Linked DNA regions of Mus musculus: region 1 is linked to region 2. Evidence: chromatin contacts called from public Hi-C data. All regions are on one chromosome and are shown on one strand. The core of a region is the stretch at or near the end of the contact, and the rest is flanking DNA. Distances in the headings are between cores, read along the strand shown. Region 1 has its middle 76 kb from the start of Il12b. Region 2 overlaps Gm12153 (a long non-coding RNA gene).

What was found. A called contact is a pair of places that touch in the nucleus more often than the background predicts.
Region 1: a contact with region 2 is called in a Hi-C map of the C2C12 cell line, with 4 times the contacts expected there. The contact joins two enhancer-like sites. A contact is called at or near these places in 4 of 15 datasets of contacts at CTCF or cohesin (the NIH/3T3 cell line, embryonic stem cells and pro-B cells), 96 of 484 Hi-C or Micro-C datasets (B cells, the BV-2 cell line, the Ba/F3 cell line and 46 more) and 2 of 115 datasets of contacts at active chromatin or transcription factors (the NIH/3T3 cell line and bone marrow-derived dendritic cells).

The regions. Positions count from the first base shown.
Region 1 is chr11:44,320,556-44,327,045 of GRCm38.p6, reverse strand. No RefSeq gene overlaps it. Among named protein-coding and RNA genes, the nearest start is that of Il12b, 76 kb to the left of the region's middle. Within about 2 kb of position 3,490, at least 56 of the 459 cell types and tissues checked have an H3K27ac peak or open chromatin away from gene starts, as enhancers often do. A contact at or near this core is called in the C2C12 cell line, where this site is marked.
Region 2 is chr11:44,080,871-44,087,758 of GRCm38.p6, reverse strand. All of the region lies in intron 5 of Gm12153 (a long non-coding RNA gene), which reads right to left. Among named protein-coding and RNA genes, the nearest start is that of Gm12153, 130 kb to the right of the region's middle. Within about 2 kb of position 2,573, at least 5 of the 459 cell types and tissues checked have an H3K27ac peak or open chromatin away from gene starts, as enhancers often do. A contact at or near this core is called in the C2C12 cell line, where this site is marked.

The sequences.
Region 1 (6,490 bases), core at 2,241-4,740, 240 kb before region 2:
TCTATGGAAGACATTCTCGTGGATGCTAAAAGACAAAGGTCAAGGATGGCTTCCTGGAGAAAATAGCTGCCTGGATGAAGAGTTTGGGGGGAATATTAAACCCTTAGGGAAGAGTTGAGGCAAACCTGGTTCTCAGAAGAAGGAAGTTTGTATACTAGAGCTCACATCCATGGGATGGAGCTGAGGTGTGCGTTATTAGTGTGCTCAATCTGTCACAAGAACCTACGTGTTTACTCATGACTCTGAAAGCTAGAAGTTCAAGATAATGATTCAGGTAGTTTCTTTTGAGATCTTTCTTTTTGCTTATAGGTGTCTGTCTTCTCTTCTGCATGCAATTATGCCCAAATCTCTCTCTCTCTCTCTCTCTCTCTCTCTCTCTCTCTCTCTCTCTCTCTCTCTCTCTCTCTCTCTCTCACGAGTACCAGTTTTCTTGGATGATAACTCATCTAAATGGCCTGGCTTTGACCTAGTTGTCTCTTTAAATTGTCTGTTTCTAAATACAGCTATGTTCTGAGGTGCCGAAGTTGGGGCATGTGAGAGTTGGAGAGATGCAACTCAGCCTGTAGTGGCTAAGTCAGTGGTAAGGGTAGCCCTCATTGAGTCACTAAAGAGTCCCAGGAGAACAGCAGGGTTCCTGGTCCCTTCCACAGAGCTCCTAGGACAGGAAGTAAAAGCTAGGGGTGGCCCGAGAGATGGATTTAGAGGTTGTTGGGTTGAGGCAGATATCAGAAGGTTAAAGCACAAGGTGTTCTGATGATCACCTGCTGGGGCAGGGCAGAAGAGGACCCACGTGAGACTGTGGGTGCTCCATGGAAAAAGTTCCTGATCTGATGTACGAAGGTAAGTCCATGGTGGGCCTCTATAATGGTTTGATGGGTCTGTGGGACAATATAGCCAGGTCATCCCTGTTGGAAGCAATCTGAGTTAGGGACACGAATGGGAACTTACCTGTTCTGGACGATCTGGGGAGCCTTGGGTTGAGTGAGAAAGGAGACTAGCCACGAGGCTGCATCTTTGCTAGGGAACTTACAGTGCTTCATACTGACACACACTGGGATGTGTGTGTACCAAATGACTAACACCTCCGCTCTCATGGAAGGAAGCTCAGTTGATTATTTAGTCGATGGTCTCCTGTCTGAGGAGCCTCTGGGGTCTGGAAATGGTAACGAACTTTGGGTATCTTGGGTGTTTATTCCCTTCCCAAGATCTGAGGGCGTTTAATCAGTCCTTGGTGCCTGATGAGTCACTGAATGTCCTTCTAGCTGAGTCACCTGAGGCCCCCTTCAGGGAAGGACAGCAGAGCTCTTGGAGGCAGAACCACCACATGCTTGTTTATCTGAGGAGGAGAGAAGAGGGGTGTGATTGTCCCAGCCAGCGAGAGCCCCGCAGTGTTCTGTCGCCGTGTCCTGACACAGGCGTGTATCGCGACATCAATGGACAGAGAGCAGTAACTGGGCTTGAGAGTGTATGATTTGTACTGTTGGTTGTGGTTACAGATTTGTCTTTGAAAACGTCTTTGTTGTGTTGCTTCCGTAAAGACAGCAAGCTGACATTTATAGAATCCTCACTGGCTCCCAGACAATGCACAAAGCACCTTACGTGCGTTGTCTTGATTCATCTCTTCAGGCAAGCACCTGGGTTTCTCCAGAAATATCAAAGCACAGAGAAATAAAGCTTTGCCCAAGGCTGGATGGTTTCTGAGCTGCAAGGCTGAGGCGAAGCCTGACGGGCAGATGTCAGGACTCCCACAGTCCATCACCATGCATGCAGCTGCCTCTGTGGTCACCATCTAGTATGTGGGTGCATGGAGGTGGCTTCATGGTCAAACACTCCTGGGGCTCCTAGATCCTCCAGTCACAGGTGACAAGATGAAAGGGCCTGAATGTTCATCTCTTTTCTCTGTTCTGTAGGATGGGGTTGAGATGCCTTCTAGAACAGAATTCTGGGGTGAGTTTGGTGAGGATGAGGCATATTGTAAGTCACTCAGACCATCCTTGGAATTCTGAGAATGCTTGCTGTAGACAGTCTCTCCCAAAATGAGTGTATTGGTGTTTGTCCCACCCCACATGGTCCCCTTTGTGGTGGTGACACTCCTTCAGTAAGTACTTGATTTAGAGTCCCAACTCGTGAACCTAAGAGCATCTTTGCAACTGCCTCAGCCAACAGAATGTGACAAAGGGGACATGGCATGACCTCTGAGCACAAGTGATTGAGAATCTGGGGACATGTCCTCAGGGAGCCAAGATATAGGATATGAGATGTCTGTTTGCTTCATAACCCTCATGCTCATGAGGAGATCCCACAAAGGGTGACATCCAACGAGAGCCAGCTCTTCTTGTGCTAGGCCTTCCCATCTTCCCTTCCTAGGCAGCAACTGGAGAGTACAGCTTCCTTCCCATCTTGTCTGCCAGCCTCAGACCTAGCCCTAGCCTCAGCTTCAAACCATCCCATATGATTTTGAACAGAGCAAAGATAAGCATGTCCTATCAAGATTTCAGGTCTGCGAACACATAGACCTTTAATCTGGGTTAAGCCTTTACATCTTCAGGTGATTTTTCCTTGAGAATTTTGTATAATATGTTTTGATCACATTTACCCTCTGCTACTCCTTCCAGATCTACACTCCCCTTCCCCACTTGCCCACCTTTGTCTTTTATTTTATTTTATTTTATTTTATTTTATTTTTAACATATCAAATCCAAATGGCATCACTCTTATGCTCTTGGATGTGTGGCTACTGGGGTTGACTGACCTATAAGGCTATAACCTTAAAGAAAACTGATGCTCCGCCTCCTAGCAGGTATTGATTACCCAGAGTCTCTCAGCTAGGGGTTGAGTTTCATTCCCATTTCCTATCTTCATGCTGGAATTTTATCTGGCTTGAGCTAGCATAGGTTTTGTGCATACTGTCACAACAGCTGTGTTGTGCATATGTGCGACCACCCTATTGTGTTGAGTGATTTTTAATGCAGCATTGGGACACACTAAAAAAAAAGGATTCAGGTTTACATGGTACTATGTAGGGGAATAAACAAAAGTATACTCTCCTTATATTCAAAGCCTTTTCTTCAACCTGTTGGCAGTGTAGTCCTTGGCAAGGATCTCAATCCCTCAGTTGTCTCATCTGTATGATATGGACTGACTGTGGTTATAGCTTCAGAAGGTTATGGCGACAGTAAAATAGAAGTCCATTACTAATGCGTGGCAAGGACCTAATGTCTGCCTATGTTGGGGTTTCAATTCAAACAAACAGTCTGACCCCAGACTACAATCCATTAAACCATAGCCCATGATATTCTCTCCAATTTCTGAAACCTATACCAGACAGGAACACCCGAGTATACCCCAGTGCTCATGGTAGGACATGATTTCTGGTCCTCCCTGGTCCCTGTCTATTCTGTGGTCCTTGGTGGGTGTTGCTCAGTGCTGCAGGCTGTATCCTCACTTCTCTTTTATGAGCACAAGATTACGTTGGCTTTTCTGGCAGTCACCTCATGGTGTTGACTCATCCTGAGTTGGCAGTGAAAACCCTGGAGTGTTCTTTACCACATGTGCTAGCATCCAGCTGCATTCCTTCTCAGCTAGGATTGGCACAGGGGGAGACTTTGGAAGCCAGTCTGCAAAGCTGCCTGTCTTGTTCCCTTTGGATCACTGTTATACCTGCCTGGTAAAGAGTCAAGCTGATCAGCTGGGTCCTCAGAGACATCCTGGATCCTTGTAATAAGTCTTCCCCCCACCCCCCTTAGGTCAGCCTGACTGGTATTGATCGCAATAAAAGAGTACAGAAAGACTAACCTCTGGTCTGCTTGTCCAGGAGGAAAGATGGGGTAAGGATGTCAGGGGACAAGACTGAGAAAGCCATTGTGATAGTTTTTATATGCTTGGTCCAGGGAGTGGCACTATTTGGAGGCGTGGCCTTATTGGAGTAGGTGTGTCATTCTGGGTGTGGGCTTTAATACCCTTGTCCTTGCTGCCTGGAAGCTTGTCTTCTGCTAGCAGCCTTCAGATGAAGATGTAGAAATCTCAGTTCTTCCTGTACCATGCCTGCCTGGGTGCTGCCATGTTCCCACCTTAGTGGTAATGGACTAAACCTCTGAACCTGTAAGCCAGCCCCAATGAAATGTTGTCATTTATATGTCTTGCTTTGGTCATGGTGTTTGTTCACAGCAGTAAAACCCTAAGACAACCATCATGGGGGACTTATGCCATGTGTCCACACTTTCTTAGCTTGTGGCAGTGTCGTCATTGGTCATGAACTTTCTGCTGAGTTTGTATATGGCCTTGTGATGATCAGTTTTGATTGCCAACCTGATGCAACTTAGAATCATCTGGGAAGAGAGTCTCAATGAGGCATTGTCTAGATCAGATTGACCTGTGGCAGTGTCTGTGTGTGTGTGTGTGTGTGTGTGTGTCTGTGTGTGTGTGTGTGTCTGTGTGTGTGTGTTGATGCTTTAATCAATGTGGGAAGATCCAGGCGAAAAGTGGGTGGTACCACTTTTTTTCCTTAGTTTTTGGCCCTGACTACATAGGAGTAGAGGAAGTGCATTACATCACAGGCATTTCTATCTCTTTACTCCAGGGTGCTTCAGGTCCTTACTTTAACTTTCTTGCAACAATGAACTAGAACCTGGAATTATGAGTGAAAGAAACCCTGCCTCCCACAAGTTGCTTGTGGTCAGGATACTTTAATCACAGCCACAGAAATTAAACTAGAATATGCTTGGACTCGATTGGTAGTCATCTGACTAGGATAGAGGACAGAGCTTCAGACAGGGCCCATGTTCTTAGAAGACTTGTGCTTCCTGAAGAGGTGGTTCAGGTAGCTTCCAGTCTCCCCAGGTTGACTATCACCCAACTCACATTTTTATTTTCAATTTGCCCACAGGGATCAAGTATTTTTTTTTTCTTTGCCTACTTTCTTGCTGAGCTACAACTTCTCTAAGTGATGGCCTTACTTGGTCATACTTGTGTGCCAATACTACATACTGTGCTTGCTCAGGTAGTCACTGGGTAGTCAGTGTGGTTATGGACCTCTGGGTGACTAGTACAGTACTGGGGCTTAACAACATCTCTTCGGCAGTCACTGGTGAGATCCTGACTCTTGTGGAGAGGAGATCACCAGGGGCTCTGCTTAGGCACTGTGAGATGCACAGTCAAATAAACACTGGTATATCCACAGTTCTCTGTAGAACAGTATCAAAGGACTGTGATGATGATGCCGTCAAAGGCTGAGCCGCCTCTGCACGTCCTGCTACCTTGTCCTTGAGTCCTCCAATTATGTCTTATTGATCTGCATCTTTCTCCTATTACTCCCCAGCCTGAGGCTCCTTTTCTATTCTGAGAACGGGAAGCTGTACCCTTAAAGATCCTTATTTATCGATGCCTAAATATTCAAAGCTCAAAGTGAATCAGCAACTTCCTTTCCTTCCTTCTTCTTTCTTCTTATGTCTTCCTTCAGAGAAGGCCTATAAACGGCCAGGTTGAACCAAAATGGGGAGTGGCCCACAGGAGGAATAAATGCTAAAATGAAAAAGCACATTGCTGAACACCTTAAAGTATTAGCAACTTAGACAATGGACAGAAACTTGCCCAATGGACAGAAACTAAGCCAATTGGAAGAAGTTTTTCTGAGCATACTGTGGAGAGGGAGTCCAGGATGTAGACAGAGTAAGACCAGAGGAGACACATCAGAAGCCTGGAGGGAAGGGCTTTGTGTCACACAGTTTTCTACTTCTTATAATAACTTGAAAGTGGAAAGAAATGTTTTGACTCACGGTTTCAGTGTTTTTAGAGCACGGTTGCCTGGCTCTGTTATTTCTGGGACTGAGGTAAAGGAAAGCATTTTGTCAGGGAGAGTGAAGTAAGTCATGCCTTCTTCTTTGTAGTGGCCAGGAAGACAAAGCTAGAGAGATGGCTTGGTGGTTAAAAACATGTCCTCTTGAAGAGGACCCAAGTCGGGTTCCTAGCACCCATGCTGGGCAACTCATAGGTGCCATTAACCCCAGTACTCCAGGGAGATTTGATGCCCTCTTCTGGACCCCGTGAGCACTGCACTTGCATGCATACACACAGAATTCAAAATAAAAATATTTTTAAAGTGGGGAGAGAGGGGAAGGTGTTGTAAACAAAACTCACCCCTCCAGGGCATGTTCCCTGTGACCTGTGCCTCTAGCCTATTAAGTTACAAATCCATAATGAGTTAATTCACTGATAAGATCAGGGCACTCATCATCCAATCAACTTCCATTCAACTCCCAAAGGTCCGATCCTAAACATGAGTGGACTGGGGCAGCCTTCGACGCATGGACTTCGCAGTGGGAACATTTTAGATCCAAATTACACCAGCTTTCACTGCTTTTTACCTTCTTTGGTGCTGAAGGAGCTCAACAGTGCCTCATTTTCAGAGTCTACCGTCTTTAGATTGAATTTCCTCGCTTTTGGTTGCTCCCCCTCCCCTTCCCCCTCTTCTTCTTCTTCTTCTTCTTCTTCT
Region 2 (6,888 bases), core at 1,324-3,823:
ATGATCAGAATGCATTGTATACATGTGTGTGATTCTCAAAGAATTAACGAAAATATTATATGAATAAATGAATTAGGTAGCAAGATTGAGGAAGACCACACATTGACTTCTGATCTCCACATTTACACATATATAGACAAAAGATTTCCTTGAAAAATAAATAGATATAAAAATAGATAATGTTTGTTTCAATAATAGACTTTATTGGCATTAATACAATCCAGATGTTATTTCAACACATAATTAATATGAGACATGTCGGTCTTTGCAATGCAGCCTATATTTTATTCATCTTACTTGGACCATCCATGTCTAAGAGGTCCCAAAGTCTAGTGGTTGCTGGTTCTCAGAGGCTCAGCCCATGTCCAGCCTTTGCTGGTAATCCTGATTTCCATCACAAAAAAAATGTAAACCAAGGAGCTGTTGTTTTGTCCTCCCACCCCTGCTAGTTTAATATAAGACTGCAAAGGATGTGGTAAGGAATGCTGGAAAATGGAAGTCACTTCAGAAATCTTGATTACTATCTCAGCAAACAAGGTCTTTTCATACAGAAATGTAGCCACTAACCCCTACACTGCCTGAAGGCAGAAGAGCTGGGAACACTGCCTCCTAGTGGTGAGTATAGAGCAGGGGCCAGCCAGAGACTGGGATGGAAAAGCCCAACTCAGAATGACTTACATAAATATACACTGATTCTGACCAGTGCGTCACAGCATAATCTGTGTTCAATGTGAACTCCGTGTGGGGGGGGGGGGGCTGTGGAGTCCAGAAGAGGGCATTAGATTTCTACTGGAGCTGGCTGGAGTCACAAGTAGTTGTGAGCCACCCACTGTAGATGCTATAAACCAAGCCTGAGTCCTCTAGAAGAGCAGCAAGCACTCTTAGCCACTGAGCCACCCATTTTTCACTTCATAATCTGAACATCTTACCAGTGAAAGTATCAGAGGCCCTTTCTGTAACATTCTCCCCTCAACAGTGTTGTCCTGTCACCACCGATCTGTGCCCCAGGGAATAAGTTTCCTAATATGATATTAAACAAGAGAATTTAATGGCAGCTCCTAGACAGCTATGGAGGACCAGGATGCAGGAATTTCCTGCAGGATTGGCTAAGTGACTCTTCCACTCCCTCACAGCAAAGACAGAGAGGATAAATGGAGAAAATATGTCCTGATTAGTTTATGTCAACTTGAAACAAACTAGAGTCATCTGAAAGGAGAGAACTTCAGTAGAGAAAATGTCTGCATAAAATCCATTTTTATTAACTAGTGATTGATGGGTGAAGGCCATGCCCATTGTGGGTGGCCATATCCTTGAGCTGGGGACCTGGGTAAGAAAAAAGGCTGAGCAAGTCATGGGAAGCAAGCCAGTAAGCAGTACCCCTCCATGGCCTCTGCTTCAACTCCTGCCTCTGGGTTCCTGCGAGTTTCAGTTTCTGTCCTAATTTCTTTCAGTAATGAACAGTGATATGGAAGTGTAAGCCAAATAGACTAGACCCTTTCCTCCCCAAGCTACTTTGGTCATGGTGTTTCATCACAGCAATAGCCACCCTGACTAAGGCAAAATGTACTTGGAGAGGGCAGTGCAAAGTGTTTCTTGCCACTTCCCACTCTGCTTGCCTTTATGTTGGTGACAAGAGCCTTCAAGCCAGGCAGGATTTGACAGCTGCACACAGAGACTTGTGAGATCTGATGCTGGGAAGAAAAAGGAGAAAGGAGTGTTGTCCTGAGATTTTCTGGAATAACCAGAAAGTTCTAGAAGACTCTGAAGACTTTATATGGGGAAGATACAGGGCCAGGAGTGAAAAGGTAGTGGTGAAGATTGGAATTTCCTGCAGGATTGGCTTTATATGGGGAAGATACAGGGCCAGGAGTGAAAAGGTAGTGGTGAAGATTGGAATTTCCTGCAGGATTGGCTAAGTGACTCTTCCACTCCCTCACAGCAAAGACAGAGAGGATAAATGGAGAAAATGTGTCCTGATTAGTTTATGTCAACTTGAAACAAACTAGAGTCATCTGAAAGGAGAGAACTTCAGTAGAGAAAATGTCTGCATAAAATCCATTTTTATTAACTAGTGAGTTCTAGAAGATTTGACAGCTGCACACAAAGACTTGTGAGATCTGATGCTGGGAAGAAAAAGGAGAAAGGAGTGTTGTCCTGAGATTTTCTGGAATAACCAGAAAGTTCTAGAAGACTCTGAAGACTTTATATGGGGAAGATACAGGGCCAGGAGTGAAAAGGTAGTGGTGAAGATTGGGAAAGGGAAGTGGTTCCCAAGTCACATGCCCATGCCTAGTTGAAGATGGGTAGATGGCACAGATGAGTGACAGATGGTATATATGGTCTGAGGGTCAAGTGAGAGTGCACCACAGGAGCTACAGTGACCAGGAAAACAAGGGGAAGGAGCGAGAGGAGGAAGAAGAGGGATGAGAAGCAAGGGAGGATGGGGAGGAAAGAGAGAATGGGAGAACCAAGCACCAAGCACCAAGCATGATGTGTAATGCCCTGGTCTGGCACTCAGCATTAATGTTACCTGATACTCTTGGCTGATTGTTGCATTCAATGAAGGATAAGTTATAGAGAAGGAAGTGTGTGCTGTATAAAATCCACTGTAGGAATTCCAGACCCCTTTCATCAGGCTAATGGAGATGGTCTTTCTGACTCATCTGACCACATCAAATTCCTCATGATCTAATCCAGTGGGAAGAAAAGCATTAATAATAAAAGATCTGTGATGGAGAGAGATGGCTCAGTGGTTAAGAGCAAGGACTGCTCTTACAAATAATCTGAATTCAGTTTTCCAGCACTCGTATGCGCTGAAAACTTTCAACTTTGTAACTCCAGCTCCAGAGAGTTCAATGTCCTCTCTGTCCTATGTGGGCACCTGAACACACTTGGCATTTACATATATGCACACATGTGCACACACACATACACACACACATATTTGCATACATTATATAAAACTTTAAAATACCAGTTAATAGTTTGCTGATGTATCATTATGTCATATGCACTGGGCTTTTATCTATATAAAGTGGTTATCTTTTATTATTCTATTACTTTTTTAATGATTTTAAAATTTAGTATTTTATGCATATATACAATGTATTACAAACATATTAACCCTGTTATCCTCTCTTATCTACATCACATGCCTGTAGACACCCCCTCCTTCCTGGCTTGTCCTCTTCCCACTTTCATGTCCTGTGGTCTTGTTCAGGTGGCTGTGGTTGTTTTTTGCTTATGGTTACAACAGACATGTCACATGCAGAAACCAACATTTCATGGCACTCCTCCCCACCCTCCAGTCCTTATGCTCTTCCTACCCTCTTTTTCAGTGATGTCCCCTGAGTCTTGGTGAGGTTGATAAAATTATCCTATTTAGGGATAGGCATTCAGTTTATTCTATTTTGTAGAAGAGAAAATCTGGGTTTGGAGGAATTAAGAAACTTAAAAGTCAGGAGGTAGCAAAGACAACATTTGAAATCATGTAAACCACTTACTCTATTGATGTTCTTTCTTAACCCAGTGTGGCTGTCAGCCTTTGGGTATCGATTTCTTTTACTTTCACCCCTTCCCTTCTCTTTTCTCTCTTCCTTTCTTCTTGTCCTCTTCTGCTCCCTCCTATTTCTCTCCATATGTGCATTCCTCCTCCTCTCTCCCTCCTGTCTCTCGCCTCTGTCCTTAGATTCCATCCTCAGCTAGCATAGACATTTAGCTAAGACCAATGAAATGAACAGAACTGCCCTAGATACCAATTTTGAGCCAACTAATGCCTTGGCACCAGATATCTCACAAGACTCTTAGCCAAATCCTGCAAGTTCCTTGCCAGGCAGAACAATGACAGAAAAGCACATTCCTACTGCTTGGTGCTGTCGGATCTGAGTTCTGTTAACATGGGTTTGGCTGAGGATGAAGATGGATCTTTCTGTGGGCATTTGGCAAAAATCATGGTTGCAGTTCTCAGATGAAAACCAAGTTCCCACAGATCTCATTAAGTCTCCACCCCTATCGTCCATCCTGAGAAAACACATTAAGTGCCCTGATAGGAAAGCTGTTAGTCATTGAAAAATGGGCCAGCAAACAGGGTGGTGCACACTCACCCCAAGCTCTAGACATTTCCACAGATGTCCCCTACATTCATTCTGTGCAAGGGGGCTGTCCCTTCCCTTGTCTTTCCTTCCTGGGTATTTCCTGGAGGCTTTCATCACACCCTTATGAAAGGAGAGCTAAGCCTCCCAAGGAGCCAGAGGATCTCGCGCTTCTGCCCTGTGTGGAATTCTTCCCCAAATCAACTTCCTGACCTGAGAACAAGTCGGAAGAGGATTTCCCACTATCCACTCAGGAGTTTGTGTGAACTCTCATCTTAGGTGTTAAACTGGTAAAAGCTCCTCTCCGTGAGGCACTCGTCTAGCCCTGGGTCCAAGTATGTTCAATTTCGATAGTAGAAAAGATAAGTAATGAAGTGTGGCTTAATTCTGAACATGGGAACATCTTAGCTGGGAAGGGACAAATCCCAGTACAAGGTGGTGGAGAATAAAAAAGCACACCCAAGACCCGAGAAGAAGGAAAACTCTGCTGTACATTCTTTTATCTGTTGATTTGAACAAAACCCCAAACTGGTCTCAATTACACAGATGCTCAGTAAGTTAACCCTGCTGAGAGACAGCATATAAAAAAAAACTTCAAGAAGGAAAAGTTTACTTTGTTCATGGTCAATTGGTCTTGTCACTCTGGGCCTGAAAGACAGTATGGAAGTAAAGATGACATGGTGAGCATAATATCACAGAAGCCACAGAGGGAGCAGAAGGGACTCTGGTCCTAATATTCCATTTGAGTGCATGCCTCAAATAACCTTCTTTTCTCCCAATAAAATTATAATTTGAAGACTGAGGCTTTAGCATACGGACTTTGGGTAGAGAGTTTTTCAAACCAGATTCCCCAGAAGATACTAGATGTCATTTACTTGGACTCAATTCTACCATTATCCACCTGAAATGGCACCAGAGGATCATTGGATTATCAAAGACTGCATCCACAAACAAGTTAGTTGCAAGCTCCTGGATGTGACCTGTGCTATTGACTAGCCATAAACTAAAGTTCTAGTTCAGCCTCAGGGTTGATTAACTTTTAGAAAACCTTGCAGAACTCAGGGCAAGTCTTTATGTGAATACAGTTGCCCATTGGTTACAAACGGTATTTTAATACTACAAATGAATTGAAAAGATACATAGGACATGGACTAGAAGGACCTCCAATGAAGACTCCTCCATCTTCATGGGTTTGGGTGTGCCAACCTCTTGCCATATGAATTTGCTCTTGGTGAACAGTTTAGAAGTTCTCTGAACTCAGACCTTTAGAGCTGTGTGCTGGTTAACCTTGTCGACTGGTCAGAGTTTAGAATCACCTAGGAAATAAACTTCTGGGCATGAGTATGCGAGTATTTTGAAGAATATTTGATGGAAGTGGGAAGCCCCACTCTGTACACAGAGAGCAATATTCTAGGTTGAATAAGAAAGATAAAGGGGGCTGATCACCACCAATATCTCTGTACTTTCTGACAGGAGACACAGCACTCCCAGCACTCCCAGTTGTCTCGTGCTACTGTTACTTCCTCACTATAACAACGGGACTCTTGAACTGTGAGACAAAAGAAACTCTCAGGGCCCTAAGTTGCTTTTGTCAGGAATTCTGTCACCACAACAAGAAAAGAATTAGTTCTATTATAGACTTATCTAAGTAGGCATAATTGATTAAATTATTGGCCATTGTCTATCAAATTGTCCATCATCAATTCAACCTTAAGCCCTGATTCCTTCCTCAGTGGCAGAAGTGGGAACTAAAGTTTCTAGTCTTATAATAACAATGACACTGTAGGTCTACCCAGCTACCAGTCTCATTATTATGCAAAAATACTTTTATAGGTCCAAAGATTTTAAAAGTTATACACAAGGAACCAGGGCCAAACACATAACAGGAACCTAAAGGTTTGGAATACATTTTAAATGCCAAGACTAATAGCCACAGGAACAGAAATCATTTCTTATGTGTAGGTAACTATGAATCTGATTGAATAATAGCTTCAAATAACACTTGCACAGTTCATATAACAACCATATATTGTAGATAATATTATTATCCTTATTTAATAATGAAAGTTTTGGAAGCCAGAGAGGTTGAGGAATGTGATTAACATTATACAGCTAGAGCATGTCAACCCAAGACAGGACTCCTGCCTCTGATCTTTATCACTATGAAATTCTGCCCTGAAATGATGGCGACTCAGACAAAGAATGACCAAAAATGTCAGTCATTTTCGAGGAAAATTACAAACAGACCTTCAGCCTCCAGCAATATCTTGAACTATAATCTTAGAGTATTACCACTTCCATAGTCTACTGCTTCAAAATACATCACTCAAAATTTATTAGCTTAAAATACAATGGATTAAATGTCATCATTCTACAGGACGGCAGGGCTTAGGGGATAGTTCTGCCCACAACTGTGGCACAGCTTTCATAAATGACCTCTCCCTCTCCACACAGGGTCACACTGGAAGTTTACTGGAAATCTCTTAGGCAGTAGACCTTGGCCAGCTCTCAAAGGACTATTATGTTTTAGGAAAAGAAAATATGGATAGATTTAATTAACAATAATAATTTTTAAATTAGCATAAGAGAAAGGGAAGGAAATTTCTTTAGTCAAAGAAAGGACATCTACTTCAATCTGGTCATCCACAGAAATAAATGAAAAGCTTTTTTCATGTGAAAATGGGGAACCAGATGACATACTTTACAGACCATTCCTATGGGAAGAAGATGCTGAATTTGAAGTGATGTACAAAATGATTACTCAGGGAGGCTCTGGGACTTGGACCCATGAATAATG